Regions from separate parts of the Zea mays genome. Here region 2 is linked to region 1. A link is a contact called in public Hi-C data. All regions are on one chromosome and are shown on one strand. The core of a region is the stretch at or near the end of the contact, and the rest is flanking DNA. Distances in the headings are between cores, read along the strand shown. Region 1 holds the start of LOC103632677 (ATP synthase subunit gamma, mitochondrial). Region 2 holds the start of LOC100383458.

What was found. A called contact is a pair of places that touch in the nucleus more often than the background predicts.
Region 2: a Hi-C map of leaf shows a contact between it and region 1, with 5 times the contacts expected there. The contact joins the promoter of LOC100383458 here to the promoter of LOC103632677 in region 1. A contact is called at or near these places in 4 of 25 Hi-C or Micro-C datasets (ear, leaf and tassel).

Annotation. Positions count from the first base shown.
Region 1 is chr1:26,094,752-26,100,883 of Zm-B73-REFERENCE-NAM-5.0, forward strand. It overlaps LOC103632677 (ATP synthase subunit gamma, mitochondrial), which reads left to right and starts at 3,635. Exons shown (of 9, transcript XM_008654428.3): 1 at 3,635-3,903; 2 at 4,500-4,543; 3 at 4,629-4,781; 4 at 5,425-5,538; 5 at 5,625-5,752. The coding sequence starts at 3,650.
Region 2 is chr1:26,370,754-26,376,885 of Zm-B73-REFERENCE-NAM-5.0, forward strand. LOC100383458 reads right to left here and starts at 2,984. Exons shown (of 7, transcript NM_001176106.1): 1 at 2,904-2,984; 2 at 2,040-2,694; 3 at 1,203-1,812; 4 at 1-1,043. The coding sequence starts at 2,658. It overlaps LOC100273068, which reads right to left. Exons shown (of 3, transcript NM_001147517.1): 3 at 4,068-5,434. The coding sequence starts at 5,434. The coding sequence ends at 4,349.

The sequences.
Region 1 (6,132 bases), core at 2,385-4,884:
GATACTTCGATGCACCTTGGATAGAAACTATGTTGAAATCCAATCTTCTACTATGGACTGTCCAAAGGAGAGAAGAGCACCGTCCAGGACCAAGCGTGGACCGTTCGACCCTTAGGTGCGGACTGTCCGCACGTTGAAAACAAAAAAAACCCGAAGGTGTCATCCTCGGTAAAATTCATTTTTAGCGTCCTCGCGGACCGTCCGGGGTGCACGACCAGACCATCCCCTACTGGTTTATCTAATATCTGACGACAGATCTAATGCACATATAGCCGTTGATATAAACATTGCTGCTGACCGGTGCGATTTCAGCCATTGATGTGGAGGGGCGGACCGTCCGGGCCAGGAGCGCGGACCGTTCGTGGTTAGCAGAAAGTGGACAATGGGTAGAAAGTGGTTGATGGCTATAAATACAACCCCAATCACCTCCATTCATCCACATTCAATACAAGAACAAGCACATCACTCCAATACACATTCAAAGCTCTCAAACTCCTCCAAGTGACATAACTGTGACTAATGATCATTAGTGAATATTGCCTTGGGAAGTCTATAGAGGGTGTGATCTTGTGTTTTTCTTCTTACTCTTGTTGCTTGGCTTTCTTGATCGTGTTTTCTTCCTCTCCTGCAAAAACTCTCAGTGACTTGTAAAGCTAGTAAAAGACACCTAATTGTGTGGTGATCCTTACGAGGTCTAAGTGACCCTCGAGATTAAGAAGAAACACTCAACCAGTCTAAGTGACCATCTGAGAGAGGGAAATGGTTGAAAGAGATCCGACCTACGTGGTATCCCCAAAGGAGAGTAGGTTCTTTGGAACCGAACCTCAGAAAACAAACCGCCCATGTCTTTGTGTTAATCTTGTATTGCTATTTGATTATTTCTCTCTCCCCTCTCTCTCTAAGTTCTCTTACTTACAATCGTTTTGAGTTAGCTCTCAAAGTTATTCGTATTGATTAAGCAACTCGTGGCAAGAAGAACTATCTTCCGCATTTCGATTTTATTACTACTCATTCTAACGCTAACCACGGGTGAAGTTTGTGTTCAAAGTTTATAATTTACAGGTTTCGTCAATTCACCCCTGCAAACGACTTTGAATAATCATGTGGAGTTATGTATGTTAAAGCTTTCTTTCATATTGCATCCTAGTTTATTCTTGCTTGTCTTGCCTTCTCGGTATTGCTGCAGACCATACTTGTATTGTAAAAGGAATATTAGCATTCTATTTTTTTTTGGCCGGATACAAAACTTGTAGACAACCGTATTTGGCCCTGCCATCTTGCAGTGCAGTGTGTTTTGCATTTGGACCACATGTAGCGTGCCGCTGACTGTTTTTTGTGTGTTTCAGATGCAGCAATGACAGTGCGTGATCTCATGACCTCAGGAGATCAAATGGCTTTTGAGTTTTGTCCACGCCGGAAGGAAACGAATTATGTATATGTCTAGATCAAATTGGATGCTACAGTCTACCTGTATTTAAGCCCGGTCTATACCCAGAAATGTATAATTTGCTCCTTCCTAGGTATTTGAAACGCATTGTATGTATTGTGCTTGCTTTCGTGAAGTCATCCTAAATACCGCTTATAATGTTTAATGGTTACAAACTATTGTCGTGACATGTACTGTATGGTTTGGACATAACCATCAAATCTACAAGTATATGTACTGTTGAAAAAACAACTTCCGATTACTATGCCATATGTTACTTGGACTCCATTATTAGCCCTCGTTACATATTTGTTGGATAATGATGTTCTATTTTTGATTTTTTATTGATAAAGAGTTATATCTAATACAAGACAACTAAATTGTGGGGCGCGCCATATGCTCTAGGGATTTGTGCAATGAAACAATACAAATAAGCAATGGTCTAACATAATCACATAACTAAGAAGTCCATCTAATATGACACAAGAACCAACCTCGTGCTTCTCTAGCTTAGATTAGAACTATTGCCGCCTAGACTTGCAAACCTTTCCTGGCTTCTCTATGCTTCTACAAACTGATTGGACGCATAAACTAATGTTTGAATGTGACTATGTGAGACGCGAGACAATAGCATGTATACAAATCTTCATTAGAATTTTGCCTACCTTGTGAAGTATTATGAATTGATTGTCTTCTTTTCCTAAGAAGTATCCAGTCGAATACCAAGTCATACTCAGTTCATGTTGGACCTGTAAAAATCTTTGATCGTTTTGTAAACTTTAAAAACTACAAAATGCATGTTCAGTTCACATGCTACTCTTTTATATCTCTTGTACTATCTAACGTTTATTGTGTAGATGGCAGTTGCAACACGACCTTATACAATTAATAGAGGCTTCAGACCGAATGAATGTGGGGGTGAGGAAGGAGAAGGGGAAATAAGGAGGAAGCGATGACATATGTGGCATGGTGGTGAAGGCATGACCAGATTGGGGGCATTATGACAAGGGCACAGTTGGATGAGGGGCGGAGTGGTGAGCCATTGCGGCCCGGAAACGGAGAGGAGGAGATAGGGAAGGGAGAAACGAAGAGGAGGTAAGGCCGATATGACATGGTGGTATGACTGGATAAAAAACCTGTAACCCGATATTTAAACCTGGAATACTTGAGACCTGAATTTTGTTTACGAATTTCGAGCGGCAACTTGTAAAACTCGAAAATATTTCGAGTAATTTGGGTACCACCCTTTGGTACCTCAAATATCCGAATTTCCTAAGGTTCATGTCATTTTTAATTGCTAATTTGTGTATCTATAGTTACATGTAAATATGTACGACAATATTGAGTTGGAAATTTGTGTTAGCAAACTACCTATGTGTTTTATATACAAATATATCATTATTTACCTTATGTTGTTATAGTGATTTAGTATGGTGTATGCATTTTTATGAAGCTAAAACTACAGTTCATATAATTTGGGAATACCTAAACTCAAACCCGTTTTTTGGCAATGTAAAATCCACAACAATTTCGGGTAACAATTCTTAGAATATGAAATTTTAATTATCTGAATCACCTGCTCCAAATTTTTCGAGTAACCCGAACGCCCAACCCTACATGGTGGTGGTGGTGGGGGTTGCAGAATGGATCAGGGATGGAGTTGCGATCACTGCCCATCGAATGCAGATAAGAGGAGGCAATGAAGCAAGCGAATGTTGACCGAAACGATGTGCGTGCACGTTGCTGCGAGTGAGCCTGGAAAAGAAGACGTGTCAGAGAGGAGGGAGCGACCAGATGTAGAGAACACGATATTACTTCACGTCGCTATAGAAAATACACAAAACCTATTTTTTTAAGAAGTAGAGATATGTGGATGCTTGTTTTATTGCCTAATGCGTCACAACATGCTTAATTTTTCTATCCAAGCTTTGGGCCCTGTTTGGTTCGTGGCTAATCGTGCCACACTTTATCTGCGGTTAGTCGTCCGAATTGAAGACTAACTTTAGTCATAAAAATTAAGTAAAGTATAGTAAGTTAGATAGCGAATCAAATATGTCCCTTTAATTCCAGTGATTAAAGTTAAGCAGAGTGTGAGGTAGGAAATAAAAAGGCGCATGCTCATATAGAAAAGATGGCAAGTGTACCCTGCTACTGCTAGTGTGGAACTCAGGCCCATAAGAAGCCCAGAAGGTGAAGACATCAAGGTGCCGGTGCCTGGCCCATATGTTTGCAGGATTTGCAACCCATTTCTCTCCTCGACTCCCACAACACGGTCCGTACGGGAAAGAGAGAGAAGGTGGGAGTGGAATCGACAGGGGAAAACCAAGCCTGTGTTTCAGAGACAACTCAGGCGACGCGATGGCGATGGCGGCGCTGCGACGCGAGGGGAGGCGCCTCCTCCTCGCCCCCACCGTCCCCAACCCGTCTTCGGCGGCCGCTTCCGCTGCGGTGACGCGATCCTCCGCCATGTCGCAACCGTAAGGCTATGACCTCTCCCTCTCAGATCTTTGTCGTTCTCGATGTGTGATTCGGGACCCGGGGAGGGGGTGGCGCTTAGTTTGTCTGGTGCACCCGGGGGCGTTCTAGAAGCAGCATGCCCGCGTTTGATTTGTCTATAGGTGACCAGTGCATGCTCGCAACTAAGATTCTTATGTAGACCAAAGGCATCGCATTTCATATGTACCCTATCGTTATTTTCCCCTGATATAAGTTTCCTTGGTTTAGTGCCGGTGTGTGCATTTGTTTAACGTGCACAGGTGCACTCAGGAACTGGAAATCTTATGTGTGGAATGTATTTATTTGTACACATCTCTATAAGTCTTTATTTGTTGAATGTTAACAATCTCAAGCAGCTCTGTACTCTGCATCTTTTTGGTCATATACTTCCCCCATCCCATAATATAAGGTGTAACCAATTTTTGTTTTTGCCCCATAATATAAGGCATGCTCTCTCTAGACACACTACATTGGTGCAATAGTACTAGTGTTGATAGAGAAAATTAAGTATATTTCTTGGTCTTTGAATCCGAGGTGGTTACCCCTTATATACTGAGACTGCACACTACATTAACAGGGAGATGGCTCCAATTGGTGCACGTTCTATTTCAACTCAAGTTGGTAAGGGTTCTTGCAGCCTGGTTGCTTCACTCGTATTAATTGGAAAAGTTCCTAATCACTAGTATTTTTCTGTTATGATTTTCAGTGAGGAACCGGATGAAGAGTATCAAAAACATCCAGAAGATCACAAAGGCTATGAAGATGGTTGCAGCATCAAAGCTTCGGGCTGTTCAGACGAGGACTGAAAATTCACGCGGCTTGTGGCAGCCGTTCACCGCCCTTCTTGGGGACACTCCTAGTATGTATATATGTGATATTTCCAGAGCCACTGGATGGGCTCCTGTCTAGTTACTTTCATATGTTCTGTCCTATGTATAGTTCTTATGATGTTATGCTTCTTTGGCATGGTTTGATCTGCCACCCATAATGTTTAGTAACATACTGTAAGATTTAAGTTAGATTTATTCAATTGAGTTTGGTCATTCTATGGTTTACTAGTAGTATCATGAATATTCAAGCTATGCTTCTTTAACAAATTTTTCCTACCTGTAAGGGTCATCTTTCATGCAACTTGTACTTTGAAGTATATTTTAAGTGGATCAGGTGAAATATCGATGTCAGTAGCCTCATAAGTAACTCGAACCCAGTTTCATGTTTTTGTATGCTTTTATTAGAAACTAAAGGATACTGCGTGATACTTCTGGTCATCAAAATCAGCATATATGCTAGTATACCCTTTTCATGTTTATTTGATGAAGATTTCTTCTCGTGAGCAAATTTCCACTTCAAGAAAAAATGTAGTGCGAGTGTGACACAGATGGCCTTGGCTCGTAGTATTCTTTCGAACTTTTGGTCATCTCCAGTTGCATTACTCTGTAGAGGCTTGAAATTTACTTAAGTTTTTCATGTTGATCTTCAAGTTTTCTGCTTTGATTTGACAGGTGTTGACGTCAAGAAGAATGTGATTGTGGCCATTACCTCTGATAAGGGACTCTGTGGTGGTATCAATTCAACCTCGGTGAAAGTTAGCAGGGCCCTTCACAAACTGACATCTGGTAGTTTATTCACTTGGTTGACATGAATATAATTTTTGTATATTGTTCTAAGTTTGGGAATGTAATGCTTATCATCTTGCTTCCAGGTCCAGAAAAAGAAAGCAAGTATGTTATATTAGGAGAAAAAGGCAAAGTTCAGCTGTTGCGTGACTCGAAGAACAGCATTGAAATGACCGCAAGTGAACTACAGAAGAACCCTATCAACTATACACAGGTCTGTTATTATTAGTTTCTCCAGATCAAGATTTGCATCTGTTTTAGTTAAAGATTGATTTGCATCTGTTATTTTCTCGATGCCTGATTGTTTTACATAGAATCATGCTGTGGTGTTTGTTCTCTGGGCTATAGAACTCCTCGAATAATTTGCAAGACTAATCTGGATGCACAGAAAAGGATGTCTTGTAAAGTTACTGGTTAACTTTGTGCTATTCTGGACTCTTCTAGGCCCAAATGAAATTGTCTGCCGTTACAATCATGACCACAAATGACCAGACAACTTATGGATGACTGGTTCAGCTGCTGACGGTTCCTTACCTATTTTTGTTTGCTATTGCTCAAGTAAAAGAGCTGTGAATTGCTTGGTTTTCGTTGTAC
Region 2 (6,132 bases), core at 1,734-4,233, 280 kb after region 1:
TGGATCGACCAAAAGGAGACAGTGTATTCATGTGTTCTGCTGTTGTGGAAACAGAACCAACTGCATTAGGGCTTACAGGAGGCCCAATATCTAGACTTGGATCTGTTTTATCAAAGGTAGATGCAAATGGATTGTAGTGGGGTTTGATAGACGATTTAGTCAAATCGGCATCAGATAAGGGACCAATATTGTTACTGACTGGTAGATTTGATGGATATCTCTGGAAAGAGGGATAAACCAAGTTACTTCCTGAATCAAGATTCCCAGGAGGTTGATGCTGACCATATGGAGGCCGATGAGATGAATAGGATAGACCAACACCACCAGAATACTCTGGCCATCTGTTATGATGAGGTACTGGAGCATTCTCAACAGGAATGGTAGAAGGCTGCTGGTTAGAAGGAACTGCTGGTGGGAGAGTATGATGATGGAAATCGAATGGTCTAGGATGAGACACATCTTGTGGAGGGTAGCTTCTCATCTGGTTCTGCAAGAATTCATTTGCTGGTGCAACAACTTTATGGTGGAACTGCATTTGAGGGAATTCTGATGTTGCAAATGATGGCTGTCCTGGTAGCTGAATCATATTTGAGGATGGCATGTGTTCAGGAGGACTCAAACTCTGAGGATGAGACTGGAGATGTTTAGATGTCATGGAGCTCTTGGTAGTTTCTACAGACACATATGGGACACCTGCAGCAGGTTGGTTCGTAAGAATTGGGCCACCTGCTGATGAAGACACATTTAAGTCTGATAGAGACTCAGATGGGGGGCATGGCATTTGCATCTTATGAGTAGCACCAGCAGCCATTAGTTGTGAATGCTCAGAAATTAAATTGTCACTGTGACAATGCTGCCCAAGGGCAACACCAACCGCAGCAGCATCTCCCACTTTACCAATTAAATCATTAGAAGAACTATCCAATTTTGATGTCAATGACAGGCCCTCTTGCTGAACAACTCTACCTTCTGAATCATTACCATCATCAGCAGAATGGAGACGCTTAGCAAATGGTGGCCTGCTCTGCTTTCCAGGTGAAGAACTGAAAGAAATTTAATACTTTTAGACTTCCAAAGGAAACAAGATATACATATCGGATGCCATAACTTATAACAAATCTAAAATACGGAAATACAATTACACAGATGAACTGATGCATCTATTTAAAATTCAAGGTAGGTACAAGGCAGAGGCACCATACCTTTGGGATGGACTGCTCTTGTTTGCCCCCACTGGACTACCACTTCTACCCTGAGGTGAGATGCTCCGGGTTCGTTTCTTTTGTATCCTCCCATGCCTTTTACTACTTTGACCTCCCTCAATTTCACTGCCACTTGTATCTTCTTTGGCCAGATGCCCAAGTACATCTGTGCCATGCTTCACTGGGTTGCTCTCAACCTTGAGATGATAATTTTCAGCCTTACCATTTTGCTCAGTGCCATGAGGGGTATTCACATTTCCTTTTGCATTAACATGTTTCTGATAATCAAACTCAGTATTACTATCACTTAAATGACCATGCAGGTTATCTTCAGGCAATGTCACAAGGGTATTAGCACTGCCAGGACCAGCATCAGCCTCATTTGCACTGTCATCGGAGCCATAACCTTGTATCAGTTGGAATGTGCTCCCACCGTCCTCAGTTGCATGCGCAGTTTTAGCATTGTCCTCAGTTGCATCCGCAGTTTTAGCATTGTCCTCAGTTGAAACATCACTGAACTTTGACACATTAACATTTCCAGTACATTCAACAGTCACAGGCAAAGAAGTTTCTGGGGTAAGGGGCTGCTTTGATGGAGAGTCCTCATCCCCTGGAAATTGCATTACAAAGTCAATGTTTAGAAACATGTCGAAGTGAAAAATAATCTAAAATGCCAAAGTCAGGTACAACATTCATGCACAGTGATGTTTTTCACCGTATGGACTATCAGATGACATTGCTGTGACACCAAATGCAGCAGTGTAAATAATGTGCAAGTTTCAAACAGAGTAATAGTATCACTGTACTGAGATAGGGGAGGGAAAGGGGAGTGCTAACCATCCATGTCCATATCTGAGTCATCAGAAACAATTAGCTGAGTAGCTGCTTCCAGAGTTTTGGCAAAACGACCACCTTCAGATGCACCTTCTTTTGCTTCTGCCTCTGCGCCGCATGACTGTGCAACAACAAGTGTGTGAGGAGGAGAATATGATGCTGCTGCTGCTGCTTCTGGTGGTGGTGGTGGTGGTGGTGGTGGTGGAGAAGGAGGAGGAGGAGGAGGCAGAGATGGAGGCAGCACATTATCATGAACAAAGCCAGGCGGCCGAGGTGGAGGTGGAGGGAGGGGCGGATACTGTGGAGGGGCCTGATGCATAGCTTGTTGCGGAGGCAGCGACCCTGGCATTGGCATCGACCCATAACCTCTCTGCTGTGGCGGAAGCATTGGCATCTGGTGCATCCGACCATGCTGCGCAAAGGGGTATGGCTGGTTCTGATGTGGCAGCACGCCATGCTGGTACGGCCCAGCCGGAGGCCGCACTCCAGGGTGCTGTGGGTAAGGTGGCCGAGGCGGTGGCACAGGTTGCTGGGGGAAGGACCCAGTTACCCCAGCTTGCTGCTGGGGCGGAGGCGGGCCATGGCGATAGTGTGGATTGAAGCTCCCTCCCTGCCCGTACATCTCTAGCTCGACAATCAATCCCTCGCGCGAAACTTCCTGGAAAGTTGAAATTTTAATCAGACCTCGTCAACAGTAAGCGCCCGATTAAAACCAAAACAAAACTACGCGCGATAACGCGATTGGCATAATGAAATCACCTCAAAAACTCCAAACCCTAGATCAAACCTAAGCAGGGATCGAACCAATAGTAGTAGCATCGCCACTGACAGAGCAAAGAACGAGGAGGAGGAGAGCTCCGCGATTACCTGCTACGAGTACGGAAACGAGACCCGCTGCGTCCTGGGGGAGGCTCGGATTCGGGTCGGAGCGGAACCCCGGCTCCTCGCTATGGCCTGAGACCCTCTGGGGGGCCCGGCGCGGCGAGGGGAGGTCGAGCGACGACGGCGCTAGGTCGCTGGGGTAGGTTAGGATTGCGAGATTTTGGTTTCGCGGTGCGGCACGGGGCCACGAGGATGACCCGGCGCCGATGGAGTGAGCAATTAGCAAGGACGGGTCCGTGCGACGAAGGTCTTTGGGTTTACAACGGGAGGAGAGCGCAATGACGGCGATAGAATAGAAACCACATCTTGGGAGAATCTCGGCCGCAAATGGATCGGACGGAAGTTGGGAATGAATAAAGGCCGCAATGACGGCGATACAAATTATGAGGTTAAGCAGTTCCGAACACTCTATTAAAGTACTTTAAAAAATTTAGAGGTTTAAACTTTAGAAAAGAGAATCAAACCGATTCTGACATTCCTTACCGCAAAGACAGTTGTGCCTACACTACACTTGCATTTTTTACGAACCCTGGTTCTTCTATTCGAAGACTTCATCAATATTTCTTCTTGCGGGGACTTCAAAGTAGTATTTGCACAACAGCCAACTCTACTATTATCATTTTAATGCGGTCGTTATTTTAATTGTCCTGATGGGATACGTTGCCAAGTGCCCAAGCAAAGCTACTTGAACGGCTTCGCTTTCAGATTTTCAGCACAGTAAAAAATTTGCCCGGGAGCACAGTAAAATTGCAATGCATACGCCAAGAGCAAGCAAAGTTACTTCAATAGCATCATATTTGACAAGGTACAAAATTGCAGAGTTACAGGATTTTCTCATAACAAGGTACTACAAAATTGTCACGTCAACGTGTGCTTTGTTAGAAACATAAAAGGTCTCCAATGTGTAAACTCCTTGCAGCCCAAACAAATAAAAAAACTGTGCTCTTTGCACCGGCTTAGAAAGCACAATGGAGCTGCCCTTATGCACCAACATCGATGATTACAAAACTTTCTTTTCAGCAAAAGAACCAATGGCTTCATCACCAACAATAAGGTACAGAACAAATAGGGAAACTCCAGCAGAGAAATGACTAAACATAGATCATAGTATCACCGTCACCGAACTGTATGAGATAGATGCTTTCGTATAGGAAGTATTCAATGCAGGTATATTTGCCATCCTATCATAACAATTTTGCGTTACAAATGGAAGTGGTAGTATAGTAATAAAGAATTGCACAGTGATAATTAGGTCCCCTCCATGACTTCTAATATCTAAAACATGGGATTTTGTAGCTCCTAGTTCATGACTACATTCATCCATATGCTTCTTCCCAAGTACTAGTCAATACAAAAACGCTCAGGTGAGGCTGTCCTCTTTCCGAGTACTAGCCATATGCTTCTTTGTAGTTGTACTTTCTTTGTAAGGTTTATGAACTCTCTTGAACTCCCTGCATCTGCAGCAATTTCTGCTGCTCCTCGTCGTTCTCTTCCTTCGGCTCAACCTTGGGTGCCTTCGGTTTCGTGGTGGATTGCTGATAGAGCACACCACCTGACATGCATATCAAGAGCCCAATGGTACCCACAAAAGAGGCATGCTTGTCCCAGATAAGCAAATTAATCACAACAGTTAGGAGCTTGTTCACTATGCCAAGCACTGTGAACCCAGTAGCAGAAATAGCTCGTCTGCAGGAGAATCCGAAGAAGGATATTGATAGTCCAAACAGGCATGAGAGAGCAACAGGGAGGACCACATCAAATGAAAGCCAGTTTGACACTTTGGAGCTGTCGACCTTCATCTGATCAAATTCTCCCATTACTAGAAGCTCGAGTGGGAATAGCATCAAAGCCTCAAGGTTGTTGTATAGCACAAGGCCCCATGTGTTCAGCCCAATGGTCATTACAACATGCTTGATGTACACGAAATCAATGGACATGCTTGCTAGGTAGGCCACTGCCCAGGTGTAAGCAGTCACAGTGAATTGGTTGTCTGTGAAAACATAGATCACACTTCCACCAAGTATTGTGGAGAGTGAAAGCCATGTCTTGAGTGATGGCCATGGCTGATGGAGATACAACGTCTCTCCTATCGCGACAAATATAGGCACAGCAGAGCGGAACACAATGAAAGTATCCACGTTGGCGTGAAGCAGGAGTTCACTGTTTGTGAAGATGGAGATATAGAACATCACAGCAGCAGGTAAGAACTTCCACATTGTCCTCAAATTAAGGCCGTCATGCTCAATGAGCTTGAGCTGTCCGCATAGGAGAACTCCAGCAACACTAGTGAAATACTGCAGAGCTGTCAGGGCTCCAGGATATGGAAATTTCATGATTGCCCATTTGTTGATGATCGAGAGCAGCGACGCTGATAAACAATACCCAGCAGCCACACCATAGATTGAGGCTTGCTGCATAAGAGTGTTCAACATGTTACTCCAGGCTCCAGTTCTCTCGGTAGTACCTGAACCCTCAGGTGAAGTATCTTCCTTTGAGGTGTGTGAGAGATTAGACATCTGCAACATGCAAAATACAATTACTAAAGCTTAAAAAAAATTCATGAGTAGCTACTATAGAATATAGAACAAACTATGGCACATATGCATATTCAAGGAAAAACACACACAGAGACACTAAAATCAATGCAGCAGATAGTCAAGATTTTAAGGATAGTTTTCCATGTGCTAGAATTTAAAGAAAGTATGTGACCATCCTAGAGGAATTTGATGAAGGGCAAAAGAAAAAGGCACAAATACGTCTCTACAGTTCACTGTATCAGCAGTTCGTATCATAATACTACCTCCGTTCTCGAATATTTGTCGTCTGTTAGTTCATTTTTGAACTAAACCACGACAAATAAAAAAAGAACGGAGAGTATCATATTATATGATACAGTAAAATTAATTATTGTCCATTACAAATACAGATCCCACTTCATAATTTGAGCTATTGCAGTGTGTTGTCTTGTAAATATTTTCTATCCCTCTAATGCAATGATCAGCAGTTCTATGTGCATTCGAGAAGAAGAAAAAATCCCAGGCCTCTCGTTATGAGACACTGAATTCTTCAACTGCATTTGGTTTAAAATGCTAGACAACAAGCATCGTTCATCACATTGCTTGCCTATGTAAGAGTTTTAACTCCTATATAAACAAGGCTGCAGCCATGGTAAGGGAACAGGCAGGTCAACAGCATTTGAAAGCCACAAATACAC